2 separate regions of the Oryctolagus cuniculus genome follow, and region 2 is linked to region 1. The links are chromatin contacts, called in public Hi-C maps. All regions are on one chromosome and are shown on one strand. The core of a region is the stretch at or near the end of the contact, and the rest is flanking DNA. Distances in the headings are between cores, read along the strand shown. Region 1 holds the start of MDFIC (MyoD family inhibitor domain containing). Region 2 overlaps MDFIC (MyoD family inhibitor domain containing).

Region 1 (6,341 bases), core at 1,283-3,782:
AGATTCTTTATGCTGTTTAATGCTTCAAAGCAGTAGTAAAACTTGCAGAATCACAACAAGAAAGTAGAAGTTTTAAGAAAGCAGAGCTATGTTCTCAACAAGAAAAGCCTTCCTTACTCTTAATACATTTGAATGTAATGGATGACACTGTGTAGGTTTAAACCAACCTAGGCTGCAGTCCTTTATTTGATGAGAAGTTCAGACTAGAGAATCCCTAAAAGTACTTCCAATTCCAAGGTTTCATGCCTTTGGTTAACAGCATGGATAACTCATTACCAAATAGTAATGTTACCCACAGGTTACACATACATGTCTGTACCTACATATTGTGCACATAAATGTATAACTTTACAGTAAAGACACAATTTTCATGAAATCATGTTTTCTGTTAACTTTCACAAAACACTCAGAATTTTAAAATTAAGTTTCAATTAACTAAGCAGCCATGTCCTACAAGAGAACTGCTAAACTATTATTTGAAAGGAATGAGGAAGAATCCAAGGACAGAAGGAAGTGGGTTAAGGACCTTGAGTGAGGGCTTAGGAGTACAGTGGCTTTTAGACAAGCCTTCTTGACAGATGTCTTTACCAATGAAACCAACCTAAAGACTGAATCTTGAAAGTTTGCCATTCACTCCCTCCAAATTTTTTTCTTTAATATGCCTTATGAAATCTACCTGTCTGAAATACAATACTTTTAACAAGACACTGAGAATTTTCTTTTTAAAGAATCAACTCCATATTACATTTATAATTGAGTCCCTACTTAAAGAACTTTTTGTGCCAAAGTTAAACTAATAAGAAAGCAACATATGTCATTGAAGTGATGGCTATTTTAGGTAAAATATAATCCAAGTGTTCCCACACTGAAACTGTATGTGCTGTATGCAGCAAGCATTCTACTTTAGGCCATCCTGGGCAAGCTGCCTCATAAAGTCAGATCATGTGACATCACACAGCTTTCCTATAGTACAGGTGCAATAAGTACCACTGCAGGCTTTTCCAGCTGATTTTAAAAATGCATTCTACTAACATTGGATATTGTAGGTACTAACCATTTCCAAGTCAAACTGTTTTTCTTGGATGGTTGATGTTGGTTTTTGACATATGCTTTGTTTAACAGTAGTGATTAATAGCTCAAATGTGAGCATAAACAGCCCATCAATGAGTCGATATGACTACTGAGGGCATGTCTAATGACAGGAAAATGATTGTGTTGACAATACAATGTGGAGAACACAGGCTGCTTCTGGGAAAACATATGTTTATCATCCTAGTTCCCTGATTTTTCTGCAGCTCATCGTTTTTAATTTTCTCAGTTTAGAAAAAATGAGTCACTCTGTCCATGCAAAATGATAAATGTAATTCAATCTAACAGCCCCGGATGCCAGAACATTCTAATTTAACCATGGCTGGTTTCTGCTTTTACCTACTGTGTGGCGTGAACATTAACATCTTCTTTTCCACTTTTTGCTGCTAAAAAAAAAAAAAAAAAAAAAAACCTCATTACATTATCATTCTCCTGGGCTAAGGGAGGGGGAAGCAGGGTGCTTCCAGATTTGGTTGAAATCAAGAAGTTTTTGATCCCTGATAGAGTACTTAGTTCCTTCCAGTGTCAGAACACTTTAAATCAGAATTGTCCTTAGAGGAAAAGGTGAGAGGAGTCTAAGACCTTTGCTCTCTATCATCAATGAAACCCTGGAGTATACTACCTACAGCAGAAGAGAAGATACGGGTCTGATTTGTGTATCAACTTGTTATGCGTTTCCTACAAACAGCAGTACATTTTTTATAGGCTGTACATATTTACACTTTGTAAAAACACACGGGAGCTAATTCATTCTTGAAAAGCATCTTTTAAAGCACGTTTATTTCAAAACAAAACAGTTACTAAAAACATATGCATGAGCCATTCCCAAGTCACAGAACTCCAGATCACCAGCCAGGGTGCAGAGCAGCCCGGGAGGAAAAGCTGAGAGGGAGCCCGCATGTTTGCTGAGAGAGCAGCGGGGGTCCTGGATTCCAGGACACAAGAACCAGAGAGGCCTGGAGTAGTAGGGGGGTCCTGGATTCCAGGACACAAGAACCAGAGAGGCCTGGAGTAGTAGGGCTTCAGAACCCACACTGTTGAGCCACAGGCCCAGAAATGCATACGCTTAACTCAGAAGCAAGCCTGTCACCCTGCCCCTCCGCCACCAAAGGAAGAGGAGTGGAGGGACCAGCCGATCCGCCCTCCTATCCGGTTGTTGATCTAGGGCAGGAATCCTGACGAACTTGCTGGAGGAACGCGAACTGTGCAAAAGTTCACAACCACACGGTGGGAACCCGGCCTCGCGCCGCACGAGCCACCCCCTCCCACAGTACCCGTGCGAGCAAACTTTACGAACGCAGCCACGACACACTCGCTTGCCCCTCTCGAGCGCACGCTCGCTCACTCACCGTGGGCCGGGGAGCCCTGCCGGCCGCCGCCCGCCTCGGCCGAGCGCTGCGGCCCCGCGGGCCCGGGAGCCAGAGCTTCGCCCGCGCCGGACATGGGCCGCTGCGCCGAGCCCGCGCCGCCGCCGCCGCCTAGCTCGCCGCCCCGCGGGGCGCACCGGGGAAGGCTCGGGACGTGTCGGGCGCAAGGACCTGACTGGTTCTGGCGGAAAAGAAAAAAAAAAAAAGCCCTGTTTTCAGAGAAGAGCACGCCACCCCTGCGGGACTTCCCTCCCCCTGCGCGGCCCTCCCTCAAACTCCACCCCGGGGAAGTTTTGATTTGAAAGCGGCGAGGAAAACTGTGACAGAGCAAGTTGACAGCGGCGCGCTCCCGGGGGGCTCGCAGTGGGCAGCGAAGGGGGACAGGGCCGAGGAAGCACGGGGACGGGACCCGAACCCCTTCTCCTCCCGGCCCGGGGCCACCACCTACCTCAGCATCCCCCCGCCCCCACGCCCCGGTCGCTCAAAGCCCCCTTCCTCCTCCTCTTCCGTCCGGCAAAGTTAGCGTGGCCGCATCGCGCCCCGTGGCCTGAGGGCTGCGGCAGCCGCCCCTGCGCGTCCCTCCCCGCCTCGCTGCGGCTCTGCCCAGACGTCGCGGTGGCGGCAACGGCGGCCGCGGCGGCTCCGACTGCGCGCACCCCGCCCCTTCTTGCCAGCCAGCTCGCTCCGGACCGGTCCCCTCAGAGGAGGACTCTTCCTCCTCTGCCTCAGTGCCCGCCGCTCCGCGTCTGCGGCCCCGAAACACTTGTTCTTGTGTGGCTTCTTGTCATCGCGTCCGGGTCGCAGAGGCCTCGAACCCTTGGCGGGCGGCCACGAGGCTGGCTGCTGCGCTAGCCCGCGCCCCGCGCTGTCTGGGTCAGGAGGCCAAAGGCGGACCCAGCGCTCGCCCGCGGGCTCCCCACCCGGGCTCTGGAACCAGAGGGAGTGGGCCGGGCTGGTCTCAGGCTGCCCAGACGAACCACCCTGAACCCTAGCCCTGCCCAGAAGCTCACTGCCTCCCGACTCCTCATTCTCATCCTGACCCCAGACACCTGAAGGGAAGTGGAAACCTTTCAGATGGACAAGGACAAAGGAAAAGAAACTACATGTAACTTTCCTGGTGGAATAGTGTGCATTTGAAACCTTGACCTCAGCCCCCCGCCACTCCCGACACACACACACACACACACACACACACACACACGTGCTGCAGGTTGAGCGTTTTATCTGTTTTTCTCTTCTTGGTCTGTTTTCGCCCAACAGGTAGGTCCCTGATCAGGTAAAACCAGTTGCAGTTGCAGAATCCGCTGGAGAGATCCAGACAGGCAGAGTTGACACCCTTGGGGATGAAGGTTCTGGCGCCTCTCCCAGTCTGGCGTGTGACAGGCTCCCTGCCTCACTGGACCAAGGCCCTCTGTGGGGGAGATAAAGTTGTGGTTGGAAGTGAAAAACTGATCAACTCTCAGCGTGTAAATGAGACGTTCTGATTGCAGCTTAATCCTGAGAGCCCAGAAAGTAAAGTAATTTGCTGATAAAAGAATACTTTAGTCAGGTATTCAGATATCTCCATTTTATTTCCTTCTGAGAAAATGCAGAATTCGTTTACAGAAAGCTAGTGCAAACTCATTTTTGGACACTCTAGGACAAGAGAGGAATCACAGTAATTCTCTTAACATTGAACGAAAGTATACTGGATTCACCCTTTTTCTAGATGCAGCATTAATATCCACGGAATTTCATTTCTTCACCAAGCCCATTGGAATCGAATCCAATTGATTGAAAACTTGCATTTCCTAAGAGTCAGTGCACTCAAATTTGATTTTTATTATTCAGGAAAAAAAAAAAAAACATCCTTGGAAGAGTCTGATGATGATGATTCATCTCATACTCCCTGAAGGAAAAATGACATTTTGTCCAATGATGTATAACAAACAAATGCGTGTTTATTTTGTTGACAGTTTCAGAAATGGCACTTATGAAAGCATGGTAACTCTCTTGAAAACTTGTCTAGGGGCCCAAGTTATTTGAAATCTGCTTGACAGGAGCAGATCAGTTCTGAGAATGACAGTATCAGTTCTGAGAACAAGCATTTAGGAAGCTTCTCTATGTTTTACAGCAGAAAGCAGCTGATCTGGAAAAGTCTGTCCTTTCTTGTTGTTATGTTTCCTTGTCCCATTTTGTTAATTCTCTCGCAAGGATGGTAAGATCCAGAATTAGCAAACAAGTTCCAGTACTCTAGTAGAAAGTCATAGTCAGTGGTAAATATTTGTTAATTTAATTTCACACAGTGCTTAATGTTTCAAATATAGTGAGTAATTCAATAAATATTTCTTTAATTAAATGTAAACATCTAATGGAGAAGAGATAAAATTCAAATAAAACTGTTAGGAACAAATGAGAGGCTGAGTTGTAGAATCACTGAAATGGTCAGATCTTTGCTCTTGGGTGACTTAGGGCAAGTTAGTCAACCTTTCTGAGGTTTAGGTTGTCTCATCAAGTGAAAATCAGAAAAGAAAAATCTTCACAGATTTTCTTGGTGAGAATCAAATAAGGTAATTCTCCTATAGAATTTGGAAGAGAATAGGAAATGGGGAAGTTGCTCAAAAATAGTAACTGTTGGGGCCAGCGTTGCCATCTTCTGCTGCTTTCCCAGGCCATCAGCAGACATTTGGTTGGGAAGCAGAGCAGCCAGGACATGAACCAGTGCCTATATGGGATGCTGGCACTTAAGGCAGTGGCTTAACCCACTACACCATGCCAGCCCCAAGAGGAATAATTTCTAATGTGCACAGTAGGGGTAACTACGATTGATAATAATTGTGTAAATTTCAAAATAGCTAGTAAAGGCCGGCGCCGTGACTCACTAGGCTAATCCTCCACCTTGCGGTCCTGGCACACCGGGTTCTAGTCCTGGTCTGGGCGCCAGATTCTGTCCCGTTGCCCCTCTTCCAGGCCAGCTCTCTGCTGTGGCCCGGGAGTGCAGTGGAGGATGGCCCAAGTCCTTGGGCCCTGCACCCCATGGGAGACCAGGATAAGTACCTGGCTCCTGCCATCGGATCAGCACAGTACGCCAGCCGTGCCGGCCATTGGAGGGTGAACCAACGGCAAAGGAAGACCTTTCTCTCTGTCTCTCTCTCTCACTGTCCACTCTGCCTGTCAAAAAAAAAAAAAAAATAGCTAGTAAAGAGGATTTTGAATGTTCTCAACTCAAAGAAGTAATAAATGTTTGAGGTGATGATTATTCCAGTTACCCAGATCTGATTATCACACATTGTATAGATGCACTGAAATATTTCAGAGTATCCTGTAAATATGAGTAATTATTATATGCCAATTAAAAATAAAAATATTTTTAAATATTAACTATTATTACTGTTATATAGCAGTAACATATGGAAAAATGACTGTATCACAAGGGCCACATCAAAATACTAGACACCATGATGTGCACTGTGGACAAATAATCTGTAGAGCTCAGGGCTGTCAGACCTCAAGGGCATCTTAATTCTTTGGATAAACTGAGGTCTTCTAGCTGCAGGGTGTACTTTACTAGCTAGAAGGTTGTAACCAAGGTGAGTGTGTAGAGTAACAACAGAGGGCCTAAGGGTGTGACTTGGTGTTAATGCTGTAAATTTAGTGTCTGTGATGCCAATAGTTATAGTGTGAGCTCCTGCGTGTTCCCCTAACTTAATTTCTTCCAACCCTTCTCTATTCACTTACTCTAACTAATCAATTAGCTTGGCTCCTGATGAACATTACCCCAGGGACTTCATCCTCTTGCTCTTCCACTGAGTGTCAGGGACTAAATACTTGTGTCCCCCAAAATTCATATATTGATATCCTAACCCCTAACGTGATGGTATCAGCAGATAATTAGGTCATAAGAGT
Region 2 (6,341 bases), core at 2,725-5,224, 90 kb before region 1:
ATTACCTTGCTAAAGAAGTTAAGAGGCAGATGGACAGATTTCACAAATTAATCAGTGAGAAGAGGAGGCACTGACATGGTTTGGTGGCAGAAAGAAACAAAATGTTTTAGTGTCTGATTCAAACCAAGGGAGTCCAGTCATGCTTACATGCAGAAAGTGGGTAGAAACCAATAAGCAAAGTGACATTCCTAACTAAACAATTCATGCTACTCATCGGGTATATTCATCTGAGAATTCACGTCTTCCAGATCTCTGACTACAAAGACAGATGTCAACAGAAATTAAAAGCCCTAAGCCAAGAAATGAATCTGTCTAAATTTCTACTTCAAGCCAGTGAGATCTACAAATTAATTTAAGTCTGCTAAAATGTCATTTTACTTTTAGTAGACAAAGAAAGTGATTTTAGAAAATGCTGTTGGCTCCAAGTTAATCTAACACTTTTTTTGAATCTACCTCCTATAACATAAACTGATCATTATAACTAACACAGTTGCTTTACATAGAATGGGCCATCTAGTATCAATGCAGAAAGCATATTTATTTCATGTTTTCAAAATTAAGAAATATGTTAACTTAAGAGAAGAGATGTTTTCATGACTCTATAACAATTATAAACCTAACTTTTCACTAAATTCTGTTTTAAAGTCTATAGATATTGATCCACTTAATTCCAATAACATTCCTAAGAAGTAGTGAGTACTGGTTTTATCCTCAATTTACCAAGGCAGAGACTGATTTATTTTTAATTTTGTTTTTTAAAAGGCAGAGAGAGAAAGACACACATAGATGGAGTGGGGGGAGAGAAAGAGAGAGAATCTTCCATCAGCTGGTTCATTCCTGAAATGCCCATAACACCTTAGCTAGGGCAGACTGAAGCCAGGAGCCATGAACTTCATCTGAGTCTCCCACACGGTTGGCAGGGATGCAAGTAGTTGAAGCATCATATGCTGCTTCTTAGGGTATCCATTAACAGTCCCCAAAAATTATATATCATGTGTTTCTCTGATTTGTGGTAACTAATATGTAGAATACAAAAAACTAATGTATATGAGTGAAATTGACATTTTGAGATTTGACTGCTGTTGATAGCCCTTGTATATATTCTTGAGAAACAGTGGTTTTTCTACTTAATACTGTTGAATTCCTTATTTGGTGAAAGGTTAAGCTTGTGATTACAATGAAAATTGAAAGTATGTCATTGTAAAAATTAAATGCAAATAAGAAAAGGAGGTGGAAGGATGGGAATGAGGGAGGGAGGGGGGATCTGGTGGGAAGCATTATGCTCTTAAAACTGTATATATGAAATAAAAAACCATGTTATTGCAAAAACTAAAGAAAAAAGAAAGGGAAGGAGGAGTCAGGAAGGGAGGAAAGGAGGCAAGTACAGTTATCTTCTTAAAATTGTATCTGTGCAATAAATGAAATTTTTATCTTTATACTAATAAACATTTAAAAATAAAATAAGTTGTACCAAGTTTTTAAAAAAGTATCCTATAGAATTAAGCAACAGCAGCAGCAGCAGCAGCAGTGGGACTCAGTTCCAGGTGCTCTGATATGGGATGCAAGCATCCCAAGCAGTAACGAGCTCATAGCACCACAATGTGCACATCATTATCTACTTGTTTTTAGTTCTCATTCATGTTCATTTTCCTTTCTATGGATTATTCTGACCTTAGAGTTTAATGAAGAGTTCACAGTAAACGCTAACACTAAATAAGTAACAACAGGGTCATCACTGAGTTGGAGAACTATTAAATCACTGGCCACATTACTGAAATAGGCAGCAGAGGGTTGGCAACCTGGAAGCAGATGATGTTTCAGCCTAAAGAAGTACCTTAGCAAATCTGAAACATAAAAATGAAGGGCCACAGTTGTATATACCAAAGCAATGTGGACAATTCATAGGAATACTAGTGGAAACGTTAATGGTAGACACCCCAAAGGCTAAGCTATCTATGTAAATATTAAAACTTATAAAAACAATCATTGTTTTAAAACACAGACCCTACATATTTTACTAGGAAACCACATACTCAGAAAAACCTAATCTATTAACAGGCACCCAAAGAAGCCACAAACCAAAATGCATCTTAAAGATGACAGAGCTATTAAACACAGTATATCCATAGAAATACACCCATTTTATGTGATTTATATGTAGTAACAGATCTAGAAATGGCAACAACAAGAAATGGATCCCTAAGTTACATCAAATCAATGAAATTATCTGGTTTCTATTCTTACCACATGTTTTATCTTTTTTCAAGTTGTATTCTTTAAAGAGGAGCTCAACTGATGAAAAGGGTACAATAAACTATGAAGTAATTGCAATGGTTCCTGCCCCACACTGCCAAGGGGCACTGAGGGTCACAAAAGACAGGAAAACTGAAGCAGAAAGAGACTGCAAGAGTGATCCAATCCAAGAAGACTGTAGTAGAGAAACAAACTTTCAGAAAGACAGGTTCTCTGTATCCATGTGGTTCACCGTCAGAAATAATTCTTTCTCCTCCTGTTCTTGAGGTTTTCAGTTTTTATGATTTTATTCAGTCATTATTTGCAGTTTTTGCCAAAAGTGTTTAACCTTTGAGAAGCCAACTGGGTTCCAGGAAGGAAGCCTATCCTGTCTTAAACTGGGCCAAGCCAGAATTGCACAATTCGGAATACTGAGAGGAGAACTCAGCACAAGACTGACAGCTACTGTAAATTGAGGAAAACAAAGAAACACCCTGGCAGCCAAGTAGTTATAAAGAAAGCATGAAAGAAAGTTTCTAGCACAGCACTGGATCTGAAAAGCAAACCACAGCTAAAAACACTGTCATGAGTGACTGTGGACACAACTTCAGTCTCTGAGTCCTGGGAGAGGTTATCCATGTGACGTCCCTGCAGCTGGCACACCTGGAGAGCTCAGGTAACAACGGAAACTGACCTCGCAGTCTCACAGATACTGGCCGAAAATGTCTGTGACCCATCCAAGGAGCTTTGCTTTGCTTAAAATGAGACTGAAGTTTTGTTTCCATAGATGTCAGTTTATAATAAATTACCCCAAATTGATTTACCCAATCAGTATGTGAGCAAAAATCACTAGGAAATTGGAGGAGAGTAGCTTGTGACAGCAAAGGGAAACCTGAATAACAGCCACCAAGAAACTATTTGCACAATAAACTCAGCTCTGCTCTAAACAACTCTTTTATGTTTCTTTCGTTTCCACCCTTTAAGATGTGGTATGACAGGTGCTCTGAATTTCTTGGAACAAAGATACCAAGCAGCTGAACTGGAACACAGACAGGCACACGGCCCAGCAAATTCTGAGAACCATCAGCTTTTTTCTTTCTTTTTTTTTTTTTTTTTTTTGAGTGAATACAGATTGTATGTATCTTATCTTAACTAATCTATAATAAAGCTTCCTATGACTTAAAATGCTTGAAAATACTTTCTTAATCAGGTCCCTGTCAATGTAAACTATATTCTGAGAAGAAGGTTCTTTAGAATCTGAAAGACTAACAATATGCCAAAAAGCAGCTGCAGATTGGAACATGAGCAATCACTGTTATGTGGAATTAGCAATTTAGGAAACTGCTTTGAGATCAAACCTGACTCTGTAGCTTCACCAGCAAAGCTCCAGGGCACTCACAGTTGTTCCCTGTCCTTTAGCTGCTAAGATTCACATCTGCCCAGTGGTGGGATGATACCCGTTGTGCAGGGCCCAGCTGGGTGGAGGCATTCCTCTTCCCAGATACTGCTTTCCTGTGACTGTGGTTTCTCAATACAGAGTCCAAAAGCAGCCTGGAAGTGGGCTTTGGTTATCTTGAATCACAGCCGAGAAGGCTGAGTATCCAGCCTCTGTGAAAATCCAGCTGTGAGGGCCAGGACACAGTCTTCTCCAGGGAGTTCTGCTCCTCAAGTGTGTGTGGGGCTGGGAAATATTTACTCATTCTGCACGGTAGCTCAGCTCCAAGTAGCTCCATGCCTCCAAGACAGAGGACGCACAGCGTTTCTGGCCGACAGCCTTAGACTGACCTGCTGCCTGAATAAACTGGCCTGCAGTGTGCCTCCTACACAGAACCCTCTGGCTGACGGCTGTCCCAAGTGGCCAAGTGTCTTAGCCAGAATAGAGTCAACATTTTCCTAATGGGGAAGAAAGTGAGATAGGTCAGGAGGTGAAAAGAAGGCTGGAGAAGAGCCACATTTCCACTGCAGCACAAAGAAGACCACGCTCTGGGAAAGTGAACAATAATCTTTACTGTTATCTATCCTCTCAATGAACTCAAACCATCTCTGAAAGAAACAGCACTGTCGTCCCACTCGCCATGAAGGGACTTCCCATTGACCTTCCCACCACACATCAAACTCCTGGAATCCATCCATCCCTGGCCTATGGGTGGTAAATTCGATTTTTAAACTACATCAAGAGGATGGCATGGAGTTTTTGCTTCTCTTACTCATTTATCCTTTTACCTGACCTGTGACTGTTCCATTAAATATTCCAAACTCTCAGAAGAGAACTGATCCTGAATCATTGGTCGTGACTTAACTGAAGCAGTGGTGTAGATAGTTCTTTTAAAAGTTGCATTTTACAAAGTCTAGAAGATAGCACAGGCATCAGAATACTTTTTGCCTCCCAAAAGCTTAACCCAGAAAACTGAAGCTGAGGAATCATGTAGTTATCTGAGGGGTTTTCTTAAACCGTATGTGTAGCTCTTTCCCCATCTTGAAAGATGGCAGATGCGAAAGCTGAGTAGCCAAATACTAACAGGAAGTCCTTATCCACTAAATACAGACTGAAAAGAAAACAAAGAATATCCTTGCTACTGTCACATTTGGTGTTGACAAGAATGCTGTGACCTGGGTGGCTAGGATTTGTGAAATACCCAGACATGATCCAACTAAATGCCCTTTGAAAGCTGATGAGACACAACACCAAACCCTGAGTATAAGGAACTGAGGGCCAGCATCAGCTCCAAAGCATTTCCATCATCCCCGGTGGGTATCACAGAGGAAGGACTTGACTTTCCTGATGCAGATGAGCAGTGGCTTCCTGCCTGGGACTGAACTTCTTTGCCTCCCTCTGTTGAGTTTCTCTGCACAGAACACACCAGGAATGTGCCATCATCATCTCCACAGAAAGTGAGATCAATAGCATGAACACCCCAGAACATCTGATGCTCACTATACCTAGAAGCACCTGTAGAGGCCCAGATACCAGGAAGGTGTGATCTTCAACACAGAAAGGGGAGTATGCATTTACGTAGGAGCCCAACATTAACTGGAGAGCTGTGGGCTTGCAAAGTTCCCCCAAAATCAAAGTTTTCCTCAGCCCCAGTTCTACCTGCAATCCTTTCTTGTTCTAACAAATGGAATTTAGCCTCACAAATTGGTGTTCTAAATTTCTTACCAAGAACTCAATTAAATAATTGGTATACTATAAAAATTGATACATAAAATTGGTATTTGGGCAGACAGAAGGGAACCAAAGACAAAAAAATTATATTCATTTTACAACACTAATTTTTTTAAAAAATTTATTTGTGAGGCAGAGAGACAGGAGACACACAGACACAGAGAGAGAAATAGAGAGAGAAAGAATGAGAGAATGAGATTGCATCCCTGCTTCACCCACCAATTGTTTAAAGAAGCTGAGGATGAGCCTGGGATAAAGTCAGAAGCCCAGGAATTCTACCTGGGACTCCTATGTGGGTGGTGGGAAGCCAATTACTTGCGCCATCACTGCTACTTCCCAGGGTCAGCATAAGCAGTTAGATGGAGTCAGAAGCCAGAGCTAGGGAGGGAACTCAGGAACTTTGATATGGGATGAAGGTGTCTTAATGCGCATCTCAATAGCTAGGCAAAAAGCTCACTCCCTCTACAACATTTTGAGATCACAAATGTGATACTGTGAATAATAATAATATTATAATAATATTACTTCCCTCATAGTTATGATGATGATGGAAAGAGTTAATGTTGTATCAAGGACTTCATATGCAAGTACTTAATATTATTATGGTGATAGTAATGATGATGGTGGCACAATATTTATTTTACATCCAACTAAGTTCCATTCACCCTCATCATGACACTGACTTGGCATCATTCTCTTTTAATCTAGGGAGATTTGTGAAAAGCTCTGTTCATATGGCTCTAACACTTCAACACAAATTAAAAAAAAAACAAGGAGGCAATTCTAAGAAACAGATTTTATAAAGACTGGAGCAGAAATCTGCAGGAAAGAATCTGTAATCTTATTTTTGGCTACAGCAGAAGACTCAAAAATGATAATCTATTTTTTCCATATTGAATTCTTATCAATTTTTTTCTCCAGAAGCTAGAAAGCAAAAATACAG

Evidence for each region. A called contact is a pair of places that touch in the nucleus more often than the background predicts.
Region 2: a contact with region 1 is called in a Hi-C map of psoas muscle, with 3 times the contacts expected there. The contact joins the enhancer-like site here to the promoter of MDFIC in region 1. A contact is called at or near these places in 2 of 6 Hi-C or Micro-C datasets (psoas muscle and an unstated tissue).

Annotation. Positions count from the first base shown.
Region 1 is chr3:150,298,276-150,304,616 of mOryCun1.1, reverse strand. It overlaps MDFIC (MyoD family inhibitor domain containing), which reads right to left and starts at 2,532. Exons shown (of 4, transcript NM_001171407.1): 1 at 2,439-2,532. The coding sequence starts at 2,532.
Region 2 is chr3:150,389,329-150,395,669 of mOryCun1.1, reverse strand. All of the region lies in intron 3 of MDFIC (MyoD family inhibitor domain containing), which reads right to left. Among named protein-coding and RNA genes, the nearest start is that of MDFIC, 90 kb to the right of the region's middle. Within about 2 kb of position 3,974, at least 2 of the 8 cell types and tissues checked have an H3K27ac peak or open chromatin away from gene starts, as enhancers often do.